Regions from separate parts of the Mus musculus genome. Here region 2 is linked to region 1. The links are chromatin contacts, called in public Hi-C maps. All regions are on one chromosome and are shown on one strand. Each heading gives the region's core, a stretch centred on a gene start, on an enhancer-like site or on the middle of the called end of the contact. The rest is flanking DNA. Distances are from core to core; before and after follow the strand shown.

Evidence for each region. A called contact is a pair of places that touch in the nucleus more often than the background predicts.
Region 2: a contact with region 1 is called in a Hi-C map of embryonic stem cells, with 2.3 times the contacts expected there. The contact joins two enhancer-like sites. A contact is called at or near these places in 8 of 39 promoter capture datasets (the 3T3-L1 cell line, 3T3-L1-derived adipocytes, the HPC-7 cell line and 4 more), 3 of 15 datasets of contacts at CTCF or cohesin (embryonic stem cells, pro-B cells and stem cell-derived epiblast-like cells) and 14 of 484 Hi-C or Micro-C datasets (embryonic stem cells, pancreatic cancer cells and trophoblast stem cells).

Annotation. Positions count from the first base shown.
Region 1 is chr2:125,272,928-125,279,238 of GRCm38.p6, reverse strand. No RefSeq gene overlaps it. Among named protein-coding and RNA genes, the nearest start is that of Dut, 29 kb to the right of the region's middle. Within about 2 kb of position 3,043, at least 22 of the 459 cell types and tissues checked have an H3K27ac peak or open chromatin away from gene starts, as enhancers often do.
Region 2 is chr2:125,554,806-125,561,759 of GRCm38.p6, reverse strand. It overlaps a transcript of Cep152 not described here. Among named protein-coding and RNA genes, the nearest start is that of Fbn1, 52 kb to the right of the region's middle. Within about 2 kb of position 2,444, at least 27 of the 459 cell types and tissues checked have an H3K27ac peak or open chromatin away from gene starts, as enhancers often do.

The DNA.
Region 1 (6,311 bases), core at 1,794-4,293:
ATTCTTTCTTAAAAAAAAAAATGCTTCTTGCTGGTATGTGATCACAACAATAACACAAGTAACTCATACAAGGGCTCTCTGCTCTTTATCCTCCCACTCACTCCAGTAAGGAAGAAAGCAAGCTTGAACTTGTATTTCCAAGGCCCACATGATAAGGACTAAAGTCTATCTGTGGACAAGACAGGAGCAAGAGCCTGTGAAGAGAGCACCAAGACAAATGCCAACCTCTTGACAAGAAAATGACCAAGGTCCTTTGAAGTTGAATTTCAGCAGGGGACATTTAACAAGAAACCTGTGTAGAAGGACAGACCTTGGAGAGGAACACTCGGGTGGACCAGGAAGGGTGGGGACTTGGGAAACAGAGAAGCACGGAGGATGGGAAGACAGGAACTGGGGAAGAGTGGGCTAGAGCCAGAGAATGCAGCCCACTGCACCACGGGGTTGCTAAAAGGGCAGTTGAGACAGATAAGAGCAGCCAGGAGAAGGTGAAGCAATCATGGGTGGAGCCCGGCAATGAGTAGACCAAACAAAGGAACTTAACAATCCATCTGGGGAGAGCATGGGAGGAAGACAGAGTTGAGGAGGAAAGCGAGAATGGCCGAAGTCCAGTGAGCTGTGCAAGGGGAGTCTCGGGGCAGTGAGTCACTGTCCCACTTAGGAGGGCCCCTGGGCTGGACAACTATTTGAAGTCATCGGGAAGCTTGGCAAATTAAGAGGTTATTAAAAATCTTAAGGATAGAGCCAGCTGTGGTTGCCAAATTTATGTAATTAATGTTGAAACAGTCCATATCAGCCCTATGGAATCTTGTCATTGAGAGCTCAAACAGGATAAGTCATGGTTTATTCTTCTCATATAAAACCCTGCGGTTTCCTTTTTCGTGCTCAGCAGAGAGCAGCCTCCTCAGTTTCCCTCCGAGTACTTTGACTGAGACAAATATCATTACAGTAGAGAGTGACTAGTCCACATCTTTGATGGAGGTCTTGCTTTGTAGTAGCTATTTAGGATGAAGCCCCTTCTTCTCGCTCAGCTTAATTCCTTAGTCACAACCCCAGTGGTGGATCAAGGACAGGAGAAGAGGGAAGTGGGAATCACAGAAATGGCCCTTAAGTCTCTTCTAGAATCTTGGAAGTGGCTTTTTAGAGTGCTGCGTTGAAAGAGATCTAGGACTACAAGTCTAACCAAGAAAATGTTAAATGGCTTAATGGGAAGAGGGGAAATCCTTTGTCTGTCCTGTCAAAATCTCCGCCTTTGATGGAGTATGTGCACGTGTGATTAACTCCACTTGTGGATCAGGACTTCCATGATTCCCTGTTTCATTTGTATGTCATAGGCTTGGGGCAGATAAGTGATACTACAGATATGCTAGGCTTTCACCTTTCCTCACAGGTCATCTCCAAGTGCCTCCATTTTTGTTTTGTCAAATGCTCTGATAGGTTTTGGATCATTTTTGACATTACCTGCCTATGTTACTGCCCAAACACATGTTTGTTTGTTTGTTTTTTCTGTCATTAGGCACCATTTCTCTAGGATCTTGATGGCAGCATCTTTCTGACCTCATTGAAGCCTCTGTGAATTCTATGGCTACTGTCATAGGAATGACACAGAGCAATGCTGAAACTTGCCTGTTCCTCCACAGCCTGCACATGGGCTGCTCAAACCTGCCGTGCTGGTTACTTAGAAAGTCACAATTTTCCAAGTGTGGCCAAGTATGTGAGCTTCTCACCCATCCTCGCCATTCAGAACATTACTAGAGGAGGTGTCTACCTTTACGAGAAGGGGAGGGGGGAGGAGGGAAGGATTGAGTGAGGGGGTAATCAGAAGGGGCAGTGGGCAGGATATAAAGTGAATTAGTAAAAAAAATTAATTTTTAAAAGTTAGAAAAAAGTTTCTGATAGTACTTAGATCACTGATAAACTGTAGTCATGGCACTAAGGGATGCTGAAAACATGTTTTTCTTCAGTGTTGTATCTTTGTGTGTGTCTCTAGAGCCAACTAGGTTTTTAGTGGTGATTGCAATTCAATAAAAATTCACTGTTACAACTTAAGCATATCACTAAAAGTATTTCAAAGTACACATAATAGTTTAATACTTTTATATAGCTAGCTTATTTTCATGTATATGTATATACCTTGTGAAGATATATATAATCTTCAGCAAGCCAAAAACAAATCAAGGCTATAGACATTCATAAGTCCCTCACACAGATGGATAGAGGAAGGAGTGGCGAGGACCCTAATTCGTTTGACCAGAGGCTCCCAGGATGTTGGGGAGAACTAACAAGGACAAATTGAGCAATGGAGTGGGGAGCCAGTGACACTCTAGGCCACCCTCATCCTCTGTTCTGAGGGAGCTCCAGGAAGCTTGAGTTCAGGGGCAGGTCATTGAAGAGAAGTTGCAATTCTTGAATGAAGAGCTGCTGAGGCGATGCACATGGCTTTTGGTTCCCTCTGCCATCCTGTCTGATAATGGCTTCTAAGCCATGGTAAGAGGAGCCTTTCGAGTTTGTAACGATTCCTCAGGGTTAGTAGGAGAACCTTGTGGACATTGTCTGCCATGCCACATTCATCTGTTTTAGATATCAGGCATCTGCATGGGATTTAATTTGAAGAAGAAAGCGTTCTGTTACTTGGGGGGAAATCTTTGGAAGTCATTCTACAAGACTGTTTAACCTCTGGCAGTGCTTAGCTCTTCGGGACATCTGGATAACTTTTAGCCAAAGGATTTGCCACTAGCAAGGTAAACAGAGACATAGGATCTAGAAGCCAGGGTGATGATCATTCTTAAGACATGGGATTAGAAGTCATGGGGATTTGGTCATCAGGTCACAGGAGGTGGCCCACCCAGGCTGTGACAGAGGAAAGCTGAAGCAACCAGGCCTTCAGCATGGGATGTGTGCTGTGCAAATGGGAAATGAGAATGAATGCGGAGGGAAGGATTCAATAAACTCCATCCACTCCACTGGTAAGCTTGTCTCACTTCAGGTCAGGATCTGGGACTGGATAATGACTTAGGAAAGAGTGAACACAGGTTAAAACCTAGTACAGCCATGATGGCATTTACCTATGAGCTACCATCCTTATCTTTACCATCATGAACTCATCTTCAAAAATCAATGAGAATTTCTTTTGTTCTGCAAAGGGACAATCAGAAGAACTGCTGTTGGAAATATGGTGTTTCATAGCAGGAAAACAAGATCAGCAGAATAAATGCTCTGCTTCCTGGACCTTCACAGAAACACCAACCCACAATGTTAGCACAGCGAGGAGGAGAAAATGGCTGCCTGCTTAATCCTGGATAAACTTGGCCTGGGGCTGAAAGCTGAGATGCAGGGCTAGGCTGCCCTGGCTTCTTCACAGTAATCCCCAGTACTCCAAACACTCTGTCTGGGTCATCTCTCCTGGTACTTACACCTCCCTGTGGCAGTGATGAACTCGCTGCTGCACCAGGCATTGTGGGGAGCTGGAAACCTGATAGCATCGCATTATGCAGTTATGTGGGAACTCTGGTTTCTGGAACAGAGCGAGGTTCCCAAGCTCTGCTCTTGTACGGTTTGGGTGTGTCTTTCACAAAACACTCTTTATGGGAAAAACAGACTACAATGCTAGCTAGCATTGGTGGGCCCTATTTCTCAATAGTGACATGAAACTGATCCGCTTTTTTCAGACAGTTAAAAAAAATGACAAAATTTGCTGATAACAATAAACAACTCCTTTCTCCATCTGATGTTTGTCTCCTGGCTGGTTTGAAAACTCTCCTCTTGGGTAACTTAAATTATTAATTTGAAAGTAGCACAATAACTCTCTACTCCTAATGGTTCAGATGTCAGAAGTTTACTTCTTAAGAAAATCATTGCAGTTACAAAGAAAGTAATGATAATATTTAGGATTTATTGAAAATGAGCATAGCAAGTGATAAGATTTTGTGCTTTTGATAAGAACCAAATTCTGGGCTCAGCAGTTGGGAGCAGTTGTTGCTCTTCCAGAGGACCCAACACCTGTGTAGCGCCAGTACCAGGGGATCTGTATCCCTTCTGTTCTCCAAGGGCTCCAGGCACACAGATACAAGCAAAACACTCATACATACACATTAAATAAATAAATAAATAAATAAATAAATAAATAAATAAATAAAAAGAACTAAATTCTCAGGGCTGAGAGTTAAGAGTGTGAACTTACCCAAGTTTGGTTCCCAGTACCCACACCGAATGGGCCACAACCACCTGCAACTCCAGTACCAGGGAATGGAACATCTCTGGACCTCTCAGGCAACTGGACTTATATGGGCATACCCACAAGAGTCGCAAATACACAAACATAATTAAAATAAAATAAATCTTTAAAAAAAGAAAAGAAAATGTCTCCAGTGGACAGTGGGTCACATGTCCTCAGAGAAAGCATTGAGGAATGCGGTGAGCACACAGAGAGGTAGGAATATGGAGACTGCAGAGCTGTGTGTCTTCATTATCCATTTGAAAACACAATGTCACTTTGAGCCTTGAAAGCTGTTCTTCCAGATCCTCAAAGTGAGGACCTGGGTGTTTAGGAGTGCCTCCTGAGAGAGCCCTAAATACTACTCCTAACGTTGTGCTAGAGAAGCTGGAGAACATGAGTTTCCTCCTGAGCAAGACTGAGCAGGAGGCTGAAGAGGAGGAGGAAAGAGTCAGGTTGGGATGTAGAGTGAATGAACTGCTGGAAGAATGAGGTAGAACTCAGAACAGCTTATCATGTTACTACTCAAACCCCACGTGCATGTATGAGAATTCTGGAATGGTCTGGAACACGCATGTCAAGCCTAAGAACAGACAATTTCAGACAATGGTGCGTGTGTCAACTGTTGGGTTTGCCCCAGGATGCATAAGTGCCAGGCATCTTCCTCGCCAATACCTCCTGGAAGCCCCAGAACCAGCATGATTGCACCTATGTGTGGCTATGTGTTGGTGACACGTTAGAAGCCAATTACTCAGCAAACTTCATGGACAGGTAAGCTGCCTTGCTTTCAGGAAGTGCCATTTAGACATGTGGCCAGCTCTTCTTAAATGAGCCAGAGGGAAAAACCTAGTGATATCCTATCATGGGAGTTTCCAGAGGTAAGATTGTAAAGTCTTGGATGATGTCACTTCATAATTAGTTGCAAATGGCTTTCACATAAGGGAAATTTCCAACGGAAAGTGAAAGATTACTTAAGTGTCTAAATTTTTATTTAAAAAAATCTGAGAAAAAAACTATATATTGCAGGGTTGTATGTCTGTTCCTGACATATTAGCTGTATTTCGTTTTAATTTTGGAAATTTCTTATTTAGATTCAGTATCTCCATATTTATATTCGCTGTCAAATCTAGGGCTGTGCTATGTTTGAAGCTGGGAACCCTGTTATACTTTCTCTTCAATTACACCTTAGCCAGAAAGGGCATACCCAGGAAGAAGCAGAAACCCCAAATTATGCTTTTTCTAGACAGTGTTCCACAGGACTGGCAAGGATGCTGACAAGTGACAGCCAGTGACTAGCTTTTTAAAACGTTAAATGGGGTGGGGTGGGGGGGTGTCATTGCCAGTCACTTAAGAAACAGCCATCAGGCCCACACAGCCAGCACTTAGGGAAGTACTAATATCCCTACCTAACAAAAACGTAACTGTTCAAATATATGCTGGTGCTCTGACAGGAAAATGTGTTGTCTCAATGGTCTCCCACAGCACTGTCAGAAATGATGCACAGGTGAGGGTGAAATGCCTGAAGAGGAATGGATTCTTCACATGGTTTCCTGGCTGAAAGTTTCAGCTACAAAGAGCTAGGAATTCTGTTCTATTGACTGCAATTATTGGGACTTTCCATACAGATGGATTTTTAATTTTTTTTTAACAAACAAATCCCAGCCCAAGACACGATGACACAATGGGACAGCAGCTGTAGGGTGGGACTTGTTTGTAGCCTCATCTGAGGTCAGTGTTAAGCAAACGAGGTCAGGCGAGAAGGGGGCACCTAGTAAAAAGCCTAGTGATATTCCCCAAAGGGTTGAATTGCCAAGAACAGGACAGCAGTGCTATTGTAACTAAATGTGGGGCCTTCATTAGCAGTGATGACTTCCTGTCAAAATACTTAGGATCAAGGACCTTGCTACCCTTTAGGAAAACAACTAGTTTCAGAGTCTGGGGCCTGTCTGTAACTTTTATTTTAACAGTTGGCCAAAAGGCTTTGGAACCCATAGCTTTCTTCCTAACCACTCCCCAAAAATGGTGTTCTAAAAGATGTACCTATTCTGGAGCTGAGAAAATTCTGATAGCAGAAAAGTAGGAGTGAGTGATGCCTAATATA
Region 2 (6,954 bases), core at 1,195-3,694, 280 kb before region 1:
AGGGGTAGGACTTCCCACCTTACCCCCACTTCCCAATACTAGGATCATTTCTTTCATTTCATTTCATTTCATTTCATTTCATTTCATTTCATTTCATTTGGTCTGGCTTGAGCCTATGCAGGACTTGTCCATGCTGTCACAATTCAAATGTGGCTGGTTACCCACCTCAGAAGTGCTTGGTTAGTCCTGTAACATTTGAGTCACTCTTGAAGCAGTGAGCATATCCTACCAGATATAAAAACATTTTGGAAGATTTAGGGAGTGTTATATGCAGTTATTTTTTGGGTCTTGCTCTCTCCTCTTCCTGCTCTGTATGTGATACCATGTTGTGCCATAAGTCTTTATCTTCATTGTTTATCCTATTTGTTAATTGTGACTAGCCCACTTCTGTTTTTTTTTTTTTTTTTTTTGTTGTTGTTGTTTCTATCTTGGGTCAATTTTCCCTATTCACATTTCCAAAAATAATTATATATAATTGTTTTGCAGTGTTATTTGTTTGGCTTCATGTCTCCTTGAGCCTTTGTCTTTCCTCCTCTTCCCCATGAGTCCCCCCAGGCTTCCCTTATGAGATCAGTTTAACAATGTCTTTATAGGATGGGCAGGAGATGGGGGGGGGGGGACTTTAGTCAGTATTTAAAGCAGGTGAGGTGGCTCAGCAGGGAGGGGTGCTTTGTCACCTGACACAAGCCTGACCTGAGTTTGATACCCTGAATTCATTTGATAGAAGAGGCCCGGCTCTCACAAGTTGTCCCCTTGCTTCTGCATGTGGGTCGTGGTGTGTGCATGTGAGCACCGAGTAAATGGCTCCTTTGCTGTTTATGGGCTATGGTAGTCTGTGTGGGCTATGTTGTGACAAGAAATTTACCAGCTAGCAGGAAAGCCTGTCTCATGGTAGATGTCTTTGTAATTTTAAACTTCAACTTGTTTTGTTTCATCTTAAAAATTTAAAAGGAACTTAGATATTTTCTGGTAATGTAATTTCAAAATCCCTGGATATTTTGGGATAAAACATTTAAACTTTGTCGCCTTGCACCTGGCTTCTACAGAAGAGAAATGAGGTTGGTGGTACTGTTTGTTCTCTGTCAAATTTCTCAGAGCAAGGAAGTGTGTGTCTGTCCACTCAGTTGCTCAGCCCTCTTTGGCCTGAGCCAATCACAGTGGTCTTAATTCCTTGTTCCTAATTGGTTCAGGGTGGGTCACATCCCCCCTGCAGCCTCGGATCCGCTGAAAAGCTGTGGGAAATGTTCCTTTTTAAAAACCCCACCACCTTCCATCCTGAAAGGGCCTGGCCCGTGACAGCCGGGGCTCGTGCCCTCGCTGCAGGCTGCTGCACCTAGCTGTGCCTTCTGCATCTATTGCATTCCACGCACTCCACCACAAGAGAAAACCAACCAGCGAGCAGGGGCAGGCTCTGCCGAATGTCCCCAGACTATGTGAGGTGGCACACACCCTCACTGTTGGAAAAACTGGAGCCTTCCTATGACCTGCAACCACCTTACCATGGTAGTATGTGCACAGCGGATGGAAAGCTCAAGTAGGAGGTTTTTGCGAAGGGCTTGATGATGCTCACACACAGTAAGACTTCTACATCTTAGCTCTGAGTGAATAAAGCAGTTGCAGCTGTGAAATCTCCCCTCTCTGACCCCTTCTATCCATATTCTCATTGCTTGGTAAAAATGACATGCGAGTATACCAATTCTAGGCCAAGCAGAGTATGTTCCCAGAATTCCCAGAGGCTGACCTCATATTAACTTCTAGAGGAAAAAAAAAAAAAGGATTCTTTCCTTCTCAGCTTGGTATATACCTGGCCAATTGCCAAGAAAAGGTGGCAGCTTAGAGATAAAGGTGTCACCTGCGCAAAGCCAGTCTCCCTCTTCCCGCCGCCTCCTGAATAAGCGTAGACCAAGTTGGCCTTCACAGGGCCTTTCCTTGAAGGAGAATTATTTACATTGATTTACCTGTTCCAGAGTAAGCATTTCAGTGCTGGACAAAAGAAAAATCATCTCAAAGACAGCAGGATCGCCCAGGGGTTTCCTTCAGTGACGCACTAAAGCTTTGTCCCTTTCGAAGAAGTCTGTAAAGACTTCAGAAACAGACACAGGAGTTTGATGCGGTTTGGACACGGACACCATGTGCCGCAGACACTGCCAGAATTGAAGAGGCTTTTGTCCTGAGTCCCACAGAGCATGTTACTGTAGCTGGGGGAAAAAAAAAATCTGTGGCCAAACAGCCAGAAATCTGCTAAGCTGGAAACCTTGGAGTCTTTAGCTTCTCATCCCTGGCTCAGGTCAAGCTCAGCTAGCTTGCTTTTGCCCTGCCCCAGGCGGGACCCGCGTTGGCCTCTACAGAGAAGGACGGACGGCATAAGGTAAGTGCAGGACAGGCATCCCAGTCAAGACTCAGCTTTCAAAGCATGCCTCAGATGGCTGCTCACCTCAGCAAATGGCTGAACAGAGGAAGCTTGGAAACAACAGAGACCTTCCCTCAGCTCCTTTCCAGCAAGGACAAGTATGCGATTATATAATAAGCTTTGTCTCCTGGCACCCGGAGAGCTGACCTACAATGTCAAATGTGCAACTTATTAAGCAAATTCCACTGAGCCTACAACACACACTCGCCTTCTTAGGACGTTCAGTTTCTTTACCGAGAGAGCCCTGCCCTCCATGGTCCCCGCTGGCAAACCCACTCTTCTCTGAATCCTTTGCTTTGTAATCACACAAGGTTTCTCCGTGGGTTTTTAAGAATACAAAATAAGTTGATCTGCTCCCATTGCCCTTTCTGTCCGTGATTCCAGAGACCATAGATAATTGTTTAGGCCCCGTTTCACAATGCTATTCTGTTGGAGAAAATCTTTCCATAGTAGCCTGCCTCCTCAGGCAGGCAGAGCTTTGTTTTCTTCATTGAGATGTATACCCTGACAGATGCCTGGCTTCTCCGAACGTGGGTACACAGCCGTGTTCCCTCTCTAGTCTAGAGACCTTGACTGTGCTCCTGGGTCTCTCCCCTTCCCGGTGAGCAGACAGGGTGCGTGGTTGTGCCTTATGTGAGTGGGTTGTTGTCAGTTCATTAACTGGCAGAAGTCATAGTTTGCTGAGGCTAGATTTAAAAAGCAAAACAAAACAAAACAAAAAACCCTTCACAGGGAGCGCTGTGTCCCTGTCACCACAGATTAAGTTTTGGAGACACAGATGGCAGCAGCTACTGCTGTGCACACTGATATCCAGCCTGATGCAGGTGCTGGAGGTATAATAGCATTTGTGATGTTTGTTTGTGAGCAAGTCCACATGTCTAAAATTAACATCCGTGATAGGAGCTGAAAGCAGGTAAACATGGGCAGCCCCATTTTTTGTTCTAATCCCCAGTTGGAGTCCACTCTGGAAGCACAGTCTGTATGCAGTGTGCACAAGTACACACGAAGTAGTTTATTTTGTTGTATAAGTTGTAGCATTTTACTTACAGTCATTGCTCTGTGCCTTTAAAGTCACCATATGAGTGACAGGTCACAATATTTAGTCTTAAAAAACCCAGAAGTATGACACATGCCTTTAATCCCAACACTAGAGAGGTGGAGTCAGATGGATCTTTGGAAGTTCAAAACCAACCTGGTCTACAAAGTGAGTTTCAGGACAAATGGGGCTATATCTCAAAAAAGACAACCCACAAGTAGTGAAAAATGGATTAAGAGATCAACTGTCTATGTGTATACTTACTCATAAAGCTATTTACATACACACATGATTCATACACTAAGTGTGGACAGCCTTCCAGACTCACTGGTGAAGGCCGACAAAGGGGAGCATAGGTGTTCTTGTTAGACTACCCTTCAGCCTCTTTCTGCCTCTCGTTCCTGTCCCCACTCTGCCTTTATCTCGCTGTCCTACTACCTCCAGCCCTTCTCCCAGCCTTCGTTCTGAATTCTGTGACGTATGCCTGCCCATGTCTTTTGTACTAGGAGAGGGTCATATAAAAGATGGCAGGAATGAAGAAGGCTGGGCTTGGAGGAACAGGGTGAAGTCCAAGGACCACCTGTCTTTCTTGCCTGCTCAGAGATAGGTGAAGGGTTTAGAGTTGGTATCCAGACACAAACAGAACCAATTAGATACAGAGCACACACTGTGGGTGGATCAGTGACAGAAAATATTAAAGTCTCTGATCATGCAGGATACACAAATCTAAAGCCTTGGACACTGGGAAGGGAAGAACACAGCAAGCAGGGAGCCCATGTGTCCAGTCAGAGTTAATGTTCACAGCAGCATCTGTTTGTACAGGGAAGCAAGGCTTATGTGAGATAATCCTCTAATCTGGGTTCATCTGATGCGGGACTTCTTTCACATCTGTAAAAACCCTTTGCACAGTACCTGGATTTGAATACCAGAGGCATATGAGTACAAGATGGCTGCTGTTTCCCTTCCAGCCAAATCTTGCAAGAGCAGATGTCTTGATCATTTCTTAACGATAAACATATTAGGAAGGGAATCCTGAGGATCTATAGTTTAGCCTGTACAAATTGAGAGTCTATATAAGTTACCAACATGATGGGCAGCCATAAGTTTAATGGAGTGTGACCACAGGCTTAGCTCTAATACCTATTGAGAGAAGAGGATCCAAATGTTCAACTTCTGTGCTTTTTCCACAGCACACTATGGTACTTGCAGGGTAGAGCCAGTTCACAGCTCAGACTTTAAGGACTACTCTGCTTTGAGGAAAGGAGACAGGGTTAGGGAGTAGTAAACACATGGGGGGGGGGGATTGGGAGAGAAACATACACATACAGAGAGAGGAGAGAGGGAAAGAAAAACACACGGAAGGGAGGAGGGAGAGAGAGAACCCGATGTTCTGCCCCTTGTAGCCACACCTTTGTCATGTGACTGGAGAAGACTGCATCTAGAAAGCAACTAATTGAACAAACTCTTGGCTCCCAGACTCAGAAGTTAAGAGTGTTTCAACTTTATCGTTCTGTAACTATTAGGGACCTAAGCGAACCTAAGCATCAAGGACCCCTCCCCTCCCCAGTAAGAGAAACCAAAGCATATGTGTGTGCCTGGATTCTCTTAATCCCTGACTCCTGGGGCTAGTTCTCCAGTAGAACCCCAATGGGACAGCCTCTTCCTCTACTGCTGCTCTTTCTCTGGAATTGGCTTCCAAGAACAAGCACCCAGGGCAGGGGTTCTCAACCTGTGGGTCCTGCCCTCCTCTAGGAAATTACTGAATGACCTTTTCACAGGGGTCACCTAAGACCATCAGAAAACACAGATAATTATATGACGATCCATAACAGTAGCAAAATTACAGTTATGATGTAGCAATGAATTAACTTTATGGTTGGGGGGTCACCACAACACTTATCAAAGAGTCACAGCATTAGGGAATGTTGAGAACCACTGCTAGAGGCAAGGAACTTAGAACCCATTCTTAGATCCCTGAAGGGACTGTGGCCACGTTCCATAAGGATTTGTTTTCAAGATCTGGCTCTTCTGAGAATTGGTTTTGTCACCATGAAATAGAACTGGTGCAAACGTGCGCATGTGTCTGGGGAGCAGTTCTTGCTGGAGGAATGTGTGCTCTCAAAGAGCTTGGGGCAGGCTTCCATATGGAAACGGGGAATCCCATATTTCTTGGTGCTTTGAAGCAGTTAAGTGTGGTCGGTTGGGAGCAGCAGACACGCAACACCTGCAAGTGTAGTCCACAAGGGTTCCAATTTGAGCTGTATCTTAGTCTCATTCAATGCTTTACTCCCCTCTAGTGGTCTCATACAGCACGCGATACTATCGCAGGGTAGAGGGTGACAGATTTTAGAGGGACAATTTTTAAAATGTGTTTAAAGCTTGCTCATGTATTGTAGAATCTGTTCAAGTCTGTAAAGTATCAGTGTAAAAAGTAAAGATCATCTTTAGTTCATCCATCCTTCCCACCCCCCATCCACCCCTGCACACAGGTAAATGATAAGACAAGAAGGCAAATGGCTCGCCCAGGGCGAATACTCTTCTCACAGCTGACTGCAGTATTTAACCTACAAGCATGTGTTGCCCGAAGAACACCTGCACTCCGATGCTCACCAACTCACCCAGGGGAGGCGTGAGGAAGTTGGAAGTCAAATTTAGTAAGTATATCTGGTATTGCTGCTCTGGGAGGGGAGGGCCTTGCCCCGGGAAGGAAAGGGTAGAAATATCAAGAGCCCTTAGAGATGAACATACTAACCAGGAGGGCCCTGCACTTCCCCTTTGCCTTTGCTGCCTGCAGTGTTTGCCCAGCAGTGGCTCCCGTTGCTCCTGCTCTGTAGTATGAAGCTCTGCTGTGGGATTCTCAGGGCATGTTCCACGGGGCTTAGGTAAGGGTGAAGTAACAGATGGAGGTTCTGGCGGATGGAGCAGAACCCAGCCCAGCCCTGACCTGCTCCTGTCCACACTCTGCGGCTGGGATCCAGAGTCACCCAGCACAGGAGAGTCAGGACAGCAAACACACATGATCATGTCGCTGACATCAGATTAAAAAAAAAATCAAGGTGGCTTATAATAACTACACAATGATGTAAAGGAAAATATGCTTGTAATAAATGAAAAGATAGGACATTTCAGCAAGGAAATAAACCCTGAAAAAAGCCAAAACCCAAAACTTTGAGCTACAGATTAAATTATCTACAATATAAAATTTATCTGATGGACGTAGCAGCATCAGGAGATGATGGGAAAAGTCCCTCAGCTTGAACACAGACCTACAACACAGTGATTAGAGACGTAGAAGAAAGAGAACCTCGGATGTATAGTAATATGTCAGAAGGCTTAATGTATAAATGATTAGTTCAGAGGAGAAGGGAATAGAACATTTTGAGTAATGCAGGCCAAAACACAAATTTTGGTGTAAATTATGTTTACAATTCTAAAAAGCTCATAACACAGCGAGATTTCTGAAAACTAAAAATAAGTGGACCCTCCTGGAAGTACCCAGAGAAACACA